Linked DNA regions of Mus musculus: region 1 is linked to region 2. Evidence: chromatin contacts called from public Hi-C data. All regions are on one chromosome and are shown on one strand. Each heading gives the region's core, a stretch centred on a gene start, on an enhancer-like site or on the middle of the called end of the contact. The rest is flanking DNA. Distances are from core to core; before and after follow the strand shown. Region 1 holds the start of Lin37 (lin-37 homolog (C. elegans)). Region 2 holds the start of Fam98c (family with sequence similarity 98, member C).

Region 1 (6,979 bases), core at 1,164-3,663, 1.4 Mb before region 2:
CCGGCCCCGCTGGGGCGCTCTTGGGGACTACCTCTCCTTCACCATTCCCCTGGGCACTCCCTAACAACTTCATAAGCTGCTGATCTGTTCTTTCTCCCAGGATGAAGGCTTCTCTGCTCTAGGCTTTCCCTCAGACCCTGAAGACATCTGTTTCTCATTTCCCATCTGCCCCAATAAAGGACCCTAACTTTAAATATTGAGTTCTTGGGATCTTTCGGAGCCAGAAGGATAAAATGATTGCTAACACTCAAAGGCACTTACTGAATGTGTTACATGTTAGGCTTTGTGCTTTTACCCAGTGTATGAATTTTTATTTATTAACTACTGTTCGTACCTTTCTGAAATAAGAACTTTCCTACTTCGGAAAGAAATGACGCTCCCACTTTGAGGGGCCCCTATCTTGCACTAGTAGTTGTGAATTTAAGATTTATTTACTTTATGTATATGAGGACACCAGTGCTCTCTTCAGAGACTCCAGAAGAGGGCATCTGGGTGTCAGCCACCATGTGGTGGCTGGGATTTGAACTCAGGACCCGTAGAAGAGCAGTCAGTGCTCTTACCCGCTGAGCCACCTCTCCAGCCGGGTAGTTGTGGATTTAAAAACACAACTTTCTGAACTGGAGCAGTAGTTTACTGGCAGTGCACTCTGTTAACATTCCTAGCCTGACAAACCAAGCAAGAAAATCACTTTCTTGTTCTAGGCTTTGGTAGTCTCTGCCAAGGAAGAATTCACATTTCTCCCTCTAAGGGAGGTGTCTTATCCAGGAGCTTCCTTAGGACAGCTTCCTTGACTTTCCTATTCTTTATTCTTGTTGTTGTTGTTTTGTTTGTTTTTTTTTTTTTTTTTTTGGTTTTTCGAGACAGGGTTTCTCTGTGTAGCCCTCGCCATCCTGGAACTCACTCTGTAGACCAGGCTGGCCTCGAACTCAGAAATCCACCTGCCTCTGCCTCCCGAGTGCTGGGATTAAAGGCGTGCGCCGCCACCACCCAGCCTATTCTTTATTCTTGATTTAGTTTTGTGTGTGTGTGTGTGTGTACTTTTATGTAGTGCCCATGGGAACCAGAAGAGGACATCAGCATCCTCTAGAACTGCAATTATACATGGTTGTTAGACACCATGTGAATCCCCTTAACTACTGCGCTCAACAAGTGAGCAAGCCCTTTCTCTGGCATCTTGATCTTCTCATTTAAAATTTCATGGCCAGTCAGTGGTGGTGCACGTCTTTTATCCCAGCACTTGGGAGGCAGAGGCAGGCAGATTTCTGAGTTCGAGGCCAGCCTGGTCTACAAAGTGAGTTCCAGGACAGCCAGGGCTACACAGAGAAACCCTGTCTCAAAAATAAATAAATAAATATTTCATGATTTTGGTGGCTTATGTCTGAAACCACAGCACTTGGGAAGCAGAGGCATGGTGGATTTCTGTGACTTCCAGGCCAGCTGGGGTTTGTAGTGATACCCTGTGTCAACATAATTTCAGCAAAGAGTCTAGTGAGATAACTCAATGGTAGGGACACTTGCTGCCAGTCATGACCTGCGTTTGATCCTCAAATCCTGTAAGTGATCTGACTGCTACAGGTGTGCCCCACCCCCCAATAAGTTAAGAAAAGCATATACCCAACAGGTTGTTGTGTTAATCACACACTGGGGAGGCTGAGGCAGGAGGCCTTCCGGGAGTTCAGAGACAGCTTGGGTCACATACATAATGAGCTTCAGGCTAGACTGAGCCAGAGTGAGGCAATAAATAAATAATGATAAAGTCTCAGTCCCCACTTTGATGTTCCCTATTGAGTATTTTTACATATTTGTGTGTTCCCATTACATTTCACTTAGAATTTTTGGCTTGTTTATTGACTATCGTCTATCCTCTACACGATAAGACACATTCTCAGCAAGGATTTTTGCCTGTTTTGCTCGTTAAAGCGTCCTCACTATGTGGATGAGTACCCAGCGCTTTTAGTATTTAAATGAAAGAGAGTTAGCTGAGAAATACACCTAGCGAGCTCTCTGTCAGAAAGGATCCAGTCCGTCTCCAGAATGATCTTCCTGTGAAGGATGTCAGTGACTATGATAGTTACTTAGGAGCTGGAAATAGGTTTAGTGGCAATACTAAAATATAACACTACAAATCCCGAAAAGCCTTGGGATGTCTGAGTCTTTGCTTCCCATAGTGCTCCTTGCGGCGCAGGCGCATTACCTCCGTCTTGAGCCTCGGAAGTTTGAATCACAACCCCCACCTCCGCCCCCCAGGTGCCTGGCTTGTCGTTGGTTTGTTTCCGGATACAGGGCCTCGGGAAGGTGGAGCCTAAGGCTGGGAGCCAATAGTACAGGCTGTCAATTGGCCAGCAAATGAAATTGACGTTTTCATCAACTAGTGGGAAAAAGCAGTTGCCAAAGGGTCCCGCCTACAGAAGGGGAAGAAGGGAAGTGGCCGCCAAGGCAGTCGCGGCTGGACAGTGCTCAGGCCCGAGGACCAGTGGTGCCCAGACTTACCTTTGACCTTTCCCTGCCCGCCTTCCGCCTAGCTTTTGAACCACACCTCCTCCAAGTTTTTCTGATCCAGCGCATTAGACCTGCACCCAAATCATGTTCCCGGTAAAGGTGAAAGTGGAGAAATCAGGTGAGGACTGGGGATCCAGGAGAGATATGTTAATAGTGAAAAAGCGGAGTACGCGACATCTCTCTGCAGCCCATATGACAGGATCCTCTAAAAAGGGTCCTTTTCTTTTTCTACCTCACTTTCCCCATTTCTGACAGTGGGCATGAGTCATCAATTGTGGAGTGTCCCTGAATCAATCCTCACTGGCTGTGCATTCCAATAACGCTAGGGTGTAGGGTGATAAATAGACAAGGTGGGAGGAGTGGCAGGGTGTAGGAAGGAAGCGGGCAGCAGAGCAGCTAGGGCGACTGCAGCCGTGAGGAAACGGAGGCAGAGAGATGGGAGGGGAGGAGGACAGATCTGTGGGTTCTGGGAAGGGACTTTCGACTTTTCCTTTGAGGGAAGTGGGTAGTCTAGGGAGGTTTTTGAAGAAGGAGTGAGTTGGTAAAGGTACACCCCAAAGTGCAAAAAAACAAACAAACAACAACAACAAAGCTTGAGTGGACATCCTCAGAGATGCAGTGAGTGGAGAGAGGGCTGTTCGTGTTGGCAGCTGCCTTTATTCCCAGGGCATGGAGAACAGAGACAAACGGATCTCTGAAGTCAAGGCCAGTTTGACCTACTTAGCAAACAACATGCCAACCCAAGGCTATATAGTGAAGAACTGGGGGTGGGAGGAGAGAAATATATATAGTGGAGGGAGCCTCACTACAACTATGCAGGTAGGACAAGGGTGGGTTTGGAAACGCCAGACTGAGTACAGACCCCATTTTCTGGAGTCAGGATTGAAGACTCCTTGAGGGTTCTGTGCTGGAGAAGATCAAAGCCACGTTGTGTTGTCTGTCTGTCTTTGTATTTTTTCTTTCTTTTGCTTATTGTTTGAGAGAGGATCTTTCATTGCTGAGGCTGACCTTGAAACTCTTGATCCTCCTACCTCAGCCTCCAGAGTGCTGGGATAGCAGACATATGCTATTATGCCCAGTAGGCTTGGCTTTCTTTTAGGAAGGTTCTTTTGTCTGCATTATAAAAGGAGGTGGATCAGAAAAGATGACAGAGGCTAGGCGCTGGGTGGGAGGAAAAGGCGAGGTAGGGAGGGGATATATTGACAGACTCCCACAAGCCAAGTGAGCTGAGACTGGGGCTGGGAAAGGAGTGCCCACAGCGAGTCAGGAGCCTGTGGGCCAGCTAGTCACGCCTCATGGGAGAATCCAGGGAGTGGAGTGGGTTTCGAGGAGACCTCAGTGGGAATACCCTAAGGGCTGTCCATGGAAGGTGTCCAGATCCTAGATTCCTGAGTAGGTGTTGGAGAGAAAGAGCAGTGGTAGCAGCTGTGCCCTTGGCCCCGCCTAAGGCTCTGTCACCCTGGTTCTGTCTTTAGTTGGTCTCTCCACTGAGTGGCACTAAAGCTGCTTTCCAAGTAACTGGACCAGACAGGACGTAGGATCGCCTCCCACGGCGAATGTGGGAGGCGCACACAGAGCTGATTCCTACCTTCTACCCTCAGAGATGGAGATGGCCAAAGCCCGGAACCAGCTGGATGCCGTTCTTCAGTGTCTGCTGGAGAAGAGTCACATGGACAGGTTGGAACCTGGTCCAGCCTGGGGAACCACAGGGTGGGAGCTGTTTGGACTGACTCTGATTGTTGGAGGGGGGATGTGGATGGGAGGCTGGAGGGGCTGCCTAGGGTGAAAAGTGCCCCATGGGATGTTTCATGGGAAGACTAATTAATAGCATCACACTCTGGGTCCTTGGTACCCTAAGCCAGTAGTGTTTTTTTTGTTCCCAGGGAACGCCTGGATGAAGAAGCTGGGAAAACCCCCTTGGATACGCACAACAAGTAAGGGACTTTGATGGGATTTAGACCTGAGAGTTTGGGTTAGGTAGCTTTTCTCTCTGCTGAGTCCTAACCATCTTGCATAGACAAAGATACCTGTTGTATAAGTGGCTAACACCTTAGAGGAGGGTATTGGTGGGATACAAGGCCCAAGGAGTACCAATAATCCCCAGGATGTTAATTTTTGTTTGTTTTTAGAGCTAGCGATAGAACCCCAGGGCTTTTGCCCATGCTAGGCAAATGCTCTGTTCCTGAACTACGTCACTTCCACCTTGGGGGGCAGCGTTGAGCAGCTGTTTATTAAAGCCTCCTGACACCATGTCTCTCCCTGCAGGGATTGTTCCATTGCTGCCACAGGCAAAAGGTAAGGTGGCTGGGACCCCAGCTCACTAAAAGGTTCCCAGTCCCCAGCTCCGGGCCTGACACTCACCTTAACCACACAGGCCATCTGCCCGCTTCCCCCACCAGCGGAGGAAGAAGAGGAGGGAGATGGACGATGGGCTCGCTGAGGGGGGTCCTCAGAGATCCAGTGAGTAGGCAGGGGACTGAGAGGGTGGGTGTGGAGCCAGGAACTACACACTTATCGCCTACCTTACCACCCCAGATACGTATGTGATCAAGCTATTTGACCGGAGTGTGGACTTGGCCCAGTTCAGTGAGAACACACCACTGTACCCCATCTGCCGCGCCTGGATGCGCAACAGCCCCACAGTGCGAGAGCGCGAGCGCTCACCCGGCTCACCGCTGCCTCCTCTGCCCGAGGATGGAGAGGTAGGATGAGTTCAATCAGGAGGCCAGATTGAAGAGTGGGTGGATAAGTCAACAACTCCCCCATGAGTGGTAGATAGCTTTAATGCCTGGGCCCCCCTCAATGAATAGAGAATCGGGTAGGACAGATAGCTATTTGCTCTTAGGATTATGGACAGAGGTCCCTAGGCCACATAGATATGGCTTCCTAGGGAACAGGGATCTTAAGTGCAAACAGATGTGGCTACCAGATGGGGCCTTGGTGAGCACATGTGGACCTTACGGGCTGGGCGGAGGGTAACAGGTTTGAAAATCATCTGGCCTGAAAGGGTAGACATGGATTCCTGGGACAGATACATGACTTTGATTCTTGGGGCTCTCAAGATAAAAGTAGACATGACACCTGCCCTAGACAACTGCGTAAAGAGAGCATCTTGACCACCCTCTGCCCCTGGGCTGACAGATAGAGATGGAATTCCCTGGGCTTGGCAGAGGTAGACAAGGGTTCTCCGGCTGACAAGGAGACACGGTCCCTAGAACAGGACGACTATCTTCTAGCTGATAAAGGCATGTCCCTTCTACTGTGACTTCTCCAAGTACAGGTTTCTGGATAGACCCCTCATGTCTGTCTTGCTGGGAAAGGTAGGAGCGATGACACGTACTTTCTTTTTCTTTTTTTCTTTTTTTGGATTTTTCAAGACAGGGTTTCTCTGTATAGCCCTGGCTGTCCTGGAACTCACTTTGTAGACCAGGCTGGCCTCGAACTCAGAAATCCACCTGCCTCTGCCTCTCGAGTGCTGGGATTAAAGGCATGCGCCACCACACCCAGCGACATGTACTTTCAACCCTCTGCTCTGACTCTTGGGTCTCGTCTGGGGCTTTGTCTCCCCAGGGTTCAGAGGTCATCAACAGCAAAAACCGTGATGTGTACAAGCTGCCTCCACCCACAGCTCCTGGACCACTTGGAGATGCCTGTAGATCCAGAATTCCATCCCCACTGCAGCCTGAGACCGAGGGTACCCCCGATGATGAAGTAGGTATCCAAGGCTGGCCTGGAGCTTCAGGGCATGTTGGGAGGGCTAGGACACAGTCACCCAGCTGAGCCTCTCTGTCCATGCAGCCTTCCGAGCCTGAACCTTCTCCTTCCACACTTATCTATCGCAACATGCAACGTTGGAAACGCATACGCCAGAGGTGAGTGTGGCCTGCCTCACTTGCTGCTTGTCCCAGTGTCCTCTGTAGCAGTTGCTAAATCCTCCCTCTGCCTTCCTAGGTGGAAGGAGGCATCTCATCGGAACCAGCTTCGCTACTCAGAAAGTATGAAGATCCTACGGGAGATGTATGACCGGCAGTGACCTTCCCAGGAACCCCACCCCAATAAATGTGCCCCCCAACCCACACTGGCCAGGCCATCGTTCCTGGCCCAGACATAAGGCAGTTGACAAATCTCAAGTGCATTTATTGGGGACTGATGGTAGGAAGGCCTGCGGAGATGGGAAATGTTGGCAGTGAAGGTGTGACCTTAGAGAATGGCAGATGTGAAGGAGGCTCCCTAAGACATCTGGCTGCAGATGGGCAGCCAGGACAGAGGAACTCAAGGGTTCTTGTTCATTGGCCTAGCACATCTGGAGAAGTTGAAGTGTCCATACAGTTTGAGTTTGGGGTTCCTGGTTAGTTGGGAATAGTTTTCCCAAGAATTGGAAGTCAGAATAGTATTCAAGAATTTAGGTGCCTGGAGTTTTAAGTCTGAAAGTGGGCTGGGCAGAGGAGCATTATGTTACAAGAACAGGACTAGTGGGTAG
Region 2 (7,190 bases), core at 3,867-6,366:
CGAAGTCCTGAATTCTGGATTCTCCATACCTTTTCCCCACTGAGAAGACTTAGAATATTTTCAAACATTGCATCTCAAGGGGCCCAGGAGCTCACATCTTGGACCCTGACTCTGTCTAAATGCCCAACCCAGACTTCAGGTCATACTTGACATTGTAAACACTCATCTTACGGCCCCCAAACTAGTCAAGAGTTACTCAAACTTGACACTATTATCAAATGACTTAGACCTTGAGACCAGAGGACCCAGAATCACCAGAAAATGGTCCCTGAATTTTCACCTGAGACCTGGTATCTTCACATTTAGATGCTCTTATAGCCCCAGGATGGTTTGGAATCACCAGATACTGGCCTGAACTCTACCCGCTCCTGAGAGTCCACAGACATTGCCATCAGTTCATGTGCAAGTGACCCGCAAATTCCCTAGCACCCCAGATTTAAAATGTATTAACTCCTTAGATATCCTCACATATGAGGTATTTTCAGACCAAAATTACTTGGGAGGCTCTTTTCAGAGCTCAGCAAGGTCCAGATATCAGATACCAAGATGCTGGGGGGGGGGGGGGGGAGCCAGGCTCCAAACACCTACTCCTTAAGCCAGCCATGAGAATTTGAGTCTTGTGGATGGGCTCTGAGATGCCTGGTATCCTTAAATGTCTGCCTGAAGGCCACCTGCACTTTGGGCCCAACACACTGGTTTGTAGAGATTAGCTAACCTTCCGGTTTCCCTTAGGCCTGAATTTTAAAATATTCTGGAAACATCGGCTTCCTTCTGCCTACACTCCCCTTCCACCACGTTGGGTGGAAGCCTGGAACTTAGAAGATGCGGTGGTCATGGTAACCCAGGTCCTTCATTCCTTGACTCTCAGCCCGAGAGCAAATCCAAAGGGCTTTATGAGCCCTGGATCTAAGACCCAAGATGCCATTGGACCCTGGGTGCAGGAGTCAAGCCCTCACAATTTTGGGATTGGTTTTGGCCTGACACCTTGATCCCTTCAGACCAGAGACATTCAGCAACAAGATGCCACAGTCTTTCAGCACCGTTAGGCTCCAGGTGTTCTTGAATTCAAAGTACTTGTAGACTAATGAAGCCCCCATTTCCTCACTACCTGATTTCCCCGTCTCCCATGTCCTGCCATCCAGAGGCCCATAAAACTGAAATGCCCTAGCAATGCCCAGACTCCCACCCCCACCCCCTTTATCCTAGGGCAGGGTACTTAAGCCAGTGTAAATTCAGATTCCTGGAATCCGGGATCACCTAGCAGTTTCCCCTTTCCCCTCTCTAGGGCCTGGCTTTGCTATGGAAGATTGTGTGCTGTCAGCTCAGCAGAGGCAGGCAGCTACAGGGATCAAGCAGAGACCGCAGAAGGCCTACCCTTTGCACACCTGTAATTCCGGGGCCAGCAATTGATCCCCAGAAGACCCACCCCCACCCCAACCTTGCAGATTTCCCACACTATAACCCCTAGTACATTCAGGTCCCTCCCCTGTGAACCTCTTCCATCTCAGTTGGGGGTTGCTCTGAAAAGCTCAGTATTGTTTTGTAGTACTTCCCCATGGAGAAGAGAGGAGCCACAGCCTCTTTTCCCTAAGTAGAGACACTAGGATCAGGTGTCCTGGATAGGAGAACTAAGATTTCAGAGCCAAAGTCTTGATGGTTCATGGGCTTAGGACCTACATCTGGCCCTAAGTACCTGGGAATGTACACTTGAATCATTTTTCATTACCCAGACTTGGGTGGCCTTGTGGGGGTTCAAGGGATGAATATTTGTGTCACTTCCTTTAAATTATTAACTATTTATTGTATCCGGAACCTGTGATTCAGCTCCCCCAAGCAGATCCTGGGATGGGTGAGAGAAAATGGGGAAAGAGGGTGTCCCTCCCATCCCCCTTCTGCCCAGCTCTCATCAATTGTCAGACCCACCAGAGCTGAGGGCAGAGGGACTGGGGGCTGGGGCAGCCTGCGTCCCCATCCTCTCTTTGTGCCTCGGTCTCCCCCCCTTCCATGGTAAGCGGGGGAAGCTCCATTCTTAACCTACCTCGTTTTGGGAAGGGGTGGGGAGGGGGACCAGAGTGCTGTATGGTGCTGTGAGATCTTCGGATTAAGCAGTGGGGACTTGGGGAAGGTTCCCTAGTCCCCCATCTCCAGTACCCCCTCTCCCAGGTCCCCTTGCCCTGTTCCTTGTCGATACCCACCTCTGATCCATGATTACCTTTCATTGCCCCCATATCTGGGGTGCATGGAGGACTGAACCCTGGGAGCCAGGAAGACCTCAGATCCTAGAGCTCCCGAGCCCAATTTTCCAGCTGCTTGCCCCCCAGACCTTGGGGGAGGTCCGCCAACATTTCTCTTCCTGATCTTGATTCCAAGCCAGTCTGTAACCTTGTTAGTGTCAGGGCAGGCTGATGTGGAGGGAGGATGGGGGCCAAAGACCCAGCCTTGTCATTGGGGGAGGGAGGGGACTTGAGATCTGCTCCAAGAAATGTCTGTGACTGTGTCTCCGCCTGGTCTTTATTCGTGTTGGTGCGCCCTGTCCCCTTGTTTACCCGAAGGGCTTGTCTTTACTTCTCGTCCCTCTACATTCTGCAGTCCTGAGCTGGTCATCTGGCTGGTTTATATGTCCAGTCAAGTACATTTACTAAGCCCCTAATGTGTCAAGCCCCATTGTGACTGGCAGCGACACAGTGAACAACGGGAGGGGAGGGGGTTCAGTGGGTGTGCGCAGGGGCCAACCAGCACTAGCCATTAAAGTAGGAATTGGGCTGGTAAGTTGGGAATGGATTTAAGCAAGGTGGATCCTGGGAGAGGAGGGTGGAGAGGCTTTGAGTGACATTTTGTTACCCCAATGGAATGGAGTTAAGCAAGGTGGATCCTGGGAGGGGAGGGTGGAGAGGCTTTGAGTGACACTTTGTTACCCCAATGAGTGAGATGGGACCATAAGAAGGCTCCCAAGTATTGATTTGCATTTTCAAAGGCTATCGCTGTGTGAGGAAGACTCCTGGGGTCGTCCCTGTGGAGCTGCAGGTAGTGTCTGTGAGAGGGAAGAGGGAGGTTAATGGATGTTTGGAAAGACTCCATAATTGAAAAGAAATGTGCTCGCTTGCCCATAGGTATGTGTATGCACCACCTGGCTCCTTGGTATCGGGCTCCCTAGAACTGAGCCATGTGGTTGCTGGGAACCGAAACCCAGATGCTCCGTAAGTACTCTCTTGCTTAGCTCTCTCTCCAACCAGAGCTCCTAGGTTTACACATGGAGTTTGACAGAAGGCTGAAAATGTTGCTCAGTGGTGGAACACATGCTTAGCATGGGCAAGAGCTTGAGGTAAGGCCCAACACCAAAGAAGGAGTAAAGGTTATTAGCCCAAGGATTTTGTTTTGTTTTTAATATTTTAAAATTATATGTGGCTCCATGCATGTGACCTGGAGTTTCTGGTGCTTGTGGGCCACATACATGGAACTTGTGGTGATCTTCCTATGAGGACACATGTCTAAGTCACCAGATCTGGTTTTGAAACATTATTTTGTATTTATGTACATGTGTGTTTGCAGGGATGCCCAAAGAGGCCAAAGAGCATGGTGGATCCTCGGGTGCTTACGAACCCCCAGAGGTCAGTGCTGGGAGCCAGCTTTTGAGAGAGCAGCAAGTCCAGTTCCCCGACTTCTTGGATTTTTGTTTTTGGACAGGGTTTCTCTGTGTAGCCCTGGCTGTCCTGGAACTCACTCTGTACATCAGGCTGGCCTCGAACTCAGAAATCCGCCTGCCTCTGCCTCCTGAGTGCTGGGATCAAATTCGTGCGCCACTACGCCCGGCTTTACTTGTTATTAACTAAGGATGCACCTTAACATATGGACCATAATCCTCACACTTTTAAGAATGAGTGCTTGAGGGGGCTGTCGAGATGGCTCAGTGGGTAAGAGCACCAACTGCTCTTCTGAAGGTCCTCAGTTCAAATCCCAGCAACCACATGGTGGCTCACAACCATCCGTAATGAGATCTGATGCCCTCTTCTGGTACGTCTGAAGACAGCTACAGTGTACTTACATATAACAATAAATAAATCTTAAAAAAAAAAAAAAATGAGTGCTTGAAACATTGGGTGTGACACAAACCTATAGTCCCAGATCTTGGGGGGCTAAGATAGGAGGGTCTTAGTGAGGCCAGATTCCATTTAATATATTAATGGCTGGAGAGATGGCTCAGTGGTTAGGAGCACTTGTTCTAGCAGAAGACTTGGGTTTGGTTCCCAGCACCCACACAAGACTTCACGACCACCTGGAAGTCCTGGAAGTCCAGTTGCAGGAGATTGTAAGCCTTCTGACTTCTGTGGGCACAAGGTACGCGCACACACATGCACACGCACACACACACACACACACACACACACACACATACACACACACGACATTCAGGCACATAAAACATATACTTTATTGCCCTTGGATCCCAATCGCATAGATGGAAAAAACCAGTTTGGCAGAAACATTAGCTGGCAAATGGAGTCAACCCCAGTCCCATCGGCTTGCCTCCCCCTTAGGATGGAGTTTCTCAATGGCATCTGCTTTTTCTTTCGAAGGCCTACAGAGGCAGAGAGTCTGGCTAACACTGGACCCACTGTGAGGTGGAAGGAGGGTCTGGCTGAGGTGGGAGAGTGGATGTGAAGACGTGCTGAAAATCTAATCCTAAAGTGGAAGAAAAACAAGTCGGATGGGACTTTCGGTCTGGGGTGCACTAAGAACAAAGGGCAGCTGGGCGTGTCACACGCCTGTCAACCAGCAAACAGAAGGAGGAAGCAGGACTAAGAAGCCAGCCTGAGCTACATAAATGTATAAATCGAGACCCTGCCTCCAAAAGTATAAAAGTTAAATAAGTTGCTTTTTGCTTTTTTTTTTTTTTTTTTTTCTTGAGAGTCGGACAGTAGGGACACCCGAGCCTCCTGCGACCTCGTAGATCCAAACCTCAAGCTATAAAATTTACACTGGACAAGTTACCTGAAGGGTGCGCGTGGCGCGCGACCAAGCCAATAGGAGCGTGGAAGCGCCTTCGCACGAGAATATGGTTGGATAGCAGCGGGAGAGAGGAGGCGGAGGGAAGAGGGGGCGGAGCCTTTCCCTGGCGGAAGGGGGCGCGCGCACCGGGTCCGCAGACGGAGTTGCCATGGATGGGGCCATGGTAGCGGGTGACCTTCTGACACTGGGGTAAAAGATTCGGTGGTGTGGCCTGGGGGTACGGGAAGGGCGCACTCGCCTGGGGACGCGGACGCAGAGGGACTCGCACTGACGCGTGCCCCGCCGCAGGTACGATGCCCTCCCGGAGGGGGCGTCTCGGGGTCCCGCGTGTGCAGACTTCAGGGCGCTGTGCGCGCGGCTGGCGGCCGAGCTGACGGCTCTGGGAGCTCTGGAGCGGCGAGAGGAGGGCACCGCAGTGCTGGGCGCCGGCCACGGTGCGTGAGAAGCTGGGTGGACGGCGGGTAGAGCCGCGGAACCCGCTGCTTCCTGATGGCTTCTTCCTCCCGCAGGCCCGGACACAGAGGAAGAGTTCCTGCGGCAGTTGGCCGGCTGGCTGCGGGCGTTGCACTGCCCGGATCGCGCGCTCTGCGGCGGAGACTGCGCCACCGTGCTGCGGGAGCCCGGCGGCGGCCTGCGTCTGCTGCGTGAGCGAGCTTGGAAGGCCCAGGGTGGTGGCGGTGGGCGGGGCCTCTGAATGGGGCGGGCTCTGACGCTCAGACTGGACTCCCGTGGGTGTGGCCAAAGCTTTGCGGCGAGCTTGAAGGCCGCAGGTAGATAGGCTAGGGTTAATTAAGGCTTGGCTTGAATTCTGACAGAGGCCTCTGAAAACTTTAATGCGTTGAGTTAAACGCCAGTTGGGTGGTTCTGAAGTGGACCCACATCCCCCATTGTCGGTGGGTGAGGCTTACTCTGGGGGAAGGGCCAAGGTTCTGGTTGGGTAGGGATCTACTCCTCTTTTTAGGGTTTCTTTGCTCTGAGCTCCAGGCTGCCCGCCTCTTGCATCTAAGGCTCCAGCGGGATTCTAGCCCTGTGCCATCCTTTGGAGAAGGGACAAAGAAGGCGAATGGCGTTGTTCAGGAACTGACGCTAACTCTTCAAGCCCTGGGGCTCCCCAGACCCCTGCGTGGAACCCTGGCTAGCCAGCTACTTCGGGAGTTTCATGACAAGGTAGAGAGAGTCTCCTCCTGAGGTACCTTACTTGTGGAAAGGAGCCTGTTTTCAAAACCAGCTCTAAAAAGGATGACCCATCGACAGTGGCCATTCGTTCTAATTTGCTTTTTGCTGTGATAAAACACTGACCAAAGCCAGCTTAGGGGAGGAAACCGTTTGTTTCCCTTCACAAGTTACAGCCCACCGTTGAAGGAAACTGAGGCAGGAACCCAAGCCTCAAGCCAGCCATGGAGGACAACCGTTTACTAGCACATGCCTCCCGGCTTGTTCAGCTACCTCTTATACAGCCCAGGCCCAGAGTGGGCTGGGCACGCCTATATCCAATAGCAATTGTCAAGTTGGCAAAAGTCGTTAACACTTCTGAGACCCAGGTTCACAGGGTTGAGGGAAACTAGAGCCCCTGAGAAGGTCCATCCTGTTTGTGTCTCACTGGCTTCTAATGATTCTCCCACCAGATCTCTGAGCTGCTGCCGTCCCTGCCCCCGGAGTCCATGAAGCCCCTCCTTAACTCGCAGCTGGATGCATCCCGATGGGTGAGAACATGTGCAGATGGCTGTGAACAGTATCTACCCAGAGACGGGACCCTGGGCATGACCAAGACCTTTCCTTCCAGGAAGCCCTGGAGTCTCTGTCCCAAAGCCTGACAGAGCAGTACTGCTGCCGCCGCTGCCTCCTCCTGAAGCGCCTTGACCTCACAACATCTGCTTTCCACTGGGGTGACCGGGCAGAGGTGTGGGGACCATAACAAGAATAAGCAGGCCCGCCAGAGGAGCTCGGCTGCAGGGAAGGGGGTCGAGGGCGAAGAATATATACTCTTGGGGATCCTGGGGCCCAGGCCACTTTAGAATCTTAAGATTGCACTTTTCATTTTATGTGTCTTACCTGTATGTGTGTGCACATCATGTGTGTGCAGTATCCACAGAGGCCAGCAGGGGGTGATGGATCCCTTGGAACTGGAGCTATAATGTATACCACCATGTGGGTACAGGGGACTGATCCCAGGTCTCCTATAA

The links. Hi-C and Micro-C count contacts between places; a contact is called where the count stands out from the background.
Region 1: a Hi-C map of B cells shows a contact between it and region 2, with 6 read pairs. The contact joins the promoter of Lin37 here to the promoter of Fam98c in region 2. A contact is called at or near these places in 1 of 39 promoter capture datasets (pre-B cells), 1 of 484 Hi-C or Micro-C datasets (B cells), 1 of 115 datasets of contacts at active chromatin or transcription factors (pancreatic cancer cells) and 1 of 9 other capture datasets (liver).

Annotation. Positions count from the first base shown.
Region 1 is chr7:30,555,080-30,562,058 of GRCm38.p6, reverse strand. Lin37 (lin-37 homolog (C. elegans)) reads left to right here and starts at 2,413. Exons shown (of 9, transcript NM_029377.2): 1 at 2,413-2,617; 2 at 4,101-4,176; 3 at 4,383-4,433; 4 at 4,765-4,794; 5 at 4,874-4,959; 6 at 5,035-5,201; 7 at 6,070-6,210; 8 at 6,298-6,371; 9 at 6,451-6,618. The coding sequence starts at 2,584. The coding sequence ends at 6,532. Hspb6 (heat shock protein, alpha-crystallin-related, B6) reads right to left here. Exons shown (of 3, transcript NM_001012401.3): 3 at 6,616-6,979. It overlaps Psenen (presenilin enhancer gamma secretase subunit), which reads left to right. Exons shown (of 4, transcript NM_025498.3): 4 at 1-194. The coding sequence ends at 64.
Region 2 is chr7:29,154,136-29,161,325 of GRCm38.p6, reverse strand. Fam98c (family with sequence similarity 98, member C) reads left to right here and starts at 5,116. Exons shown (of 8, transcript NM_001146023.1): 1 at 5,116-5,196; 2 at 5,296-5,441; 3 at 5,517-5,651; 4 at 5,969-6,174; 5 at 6,633-6,710; 6 at 6,791-6,907. The coding sequence starts at 5,156. Spred3 (sprouty-related EVH1 domain containing 3) reads left to right here. Exons shown (of 6, transcript NM_182927.3): 6 at 1-2,497.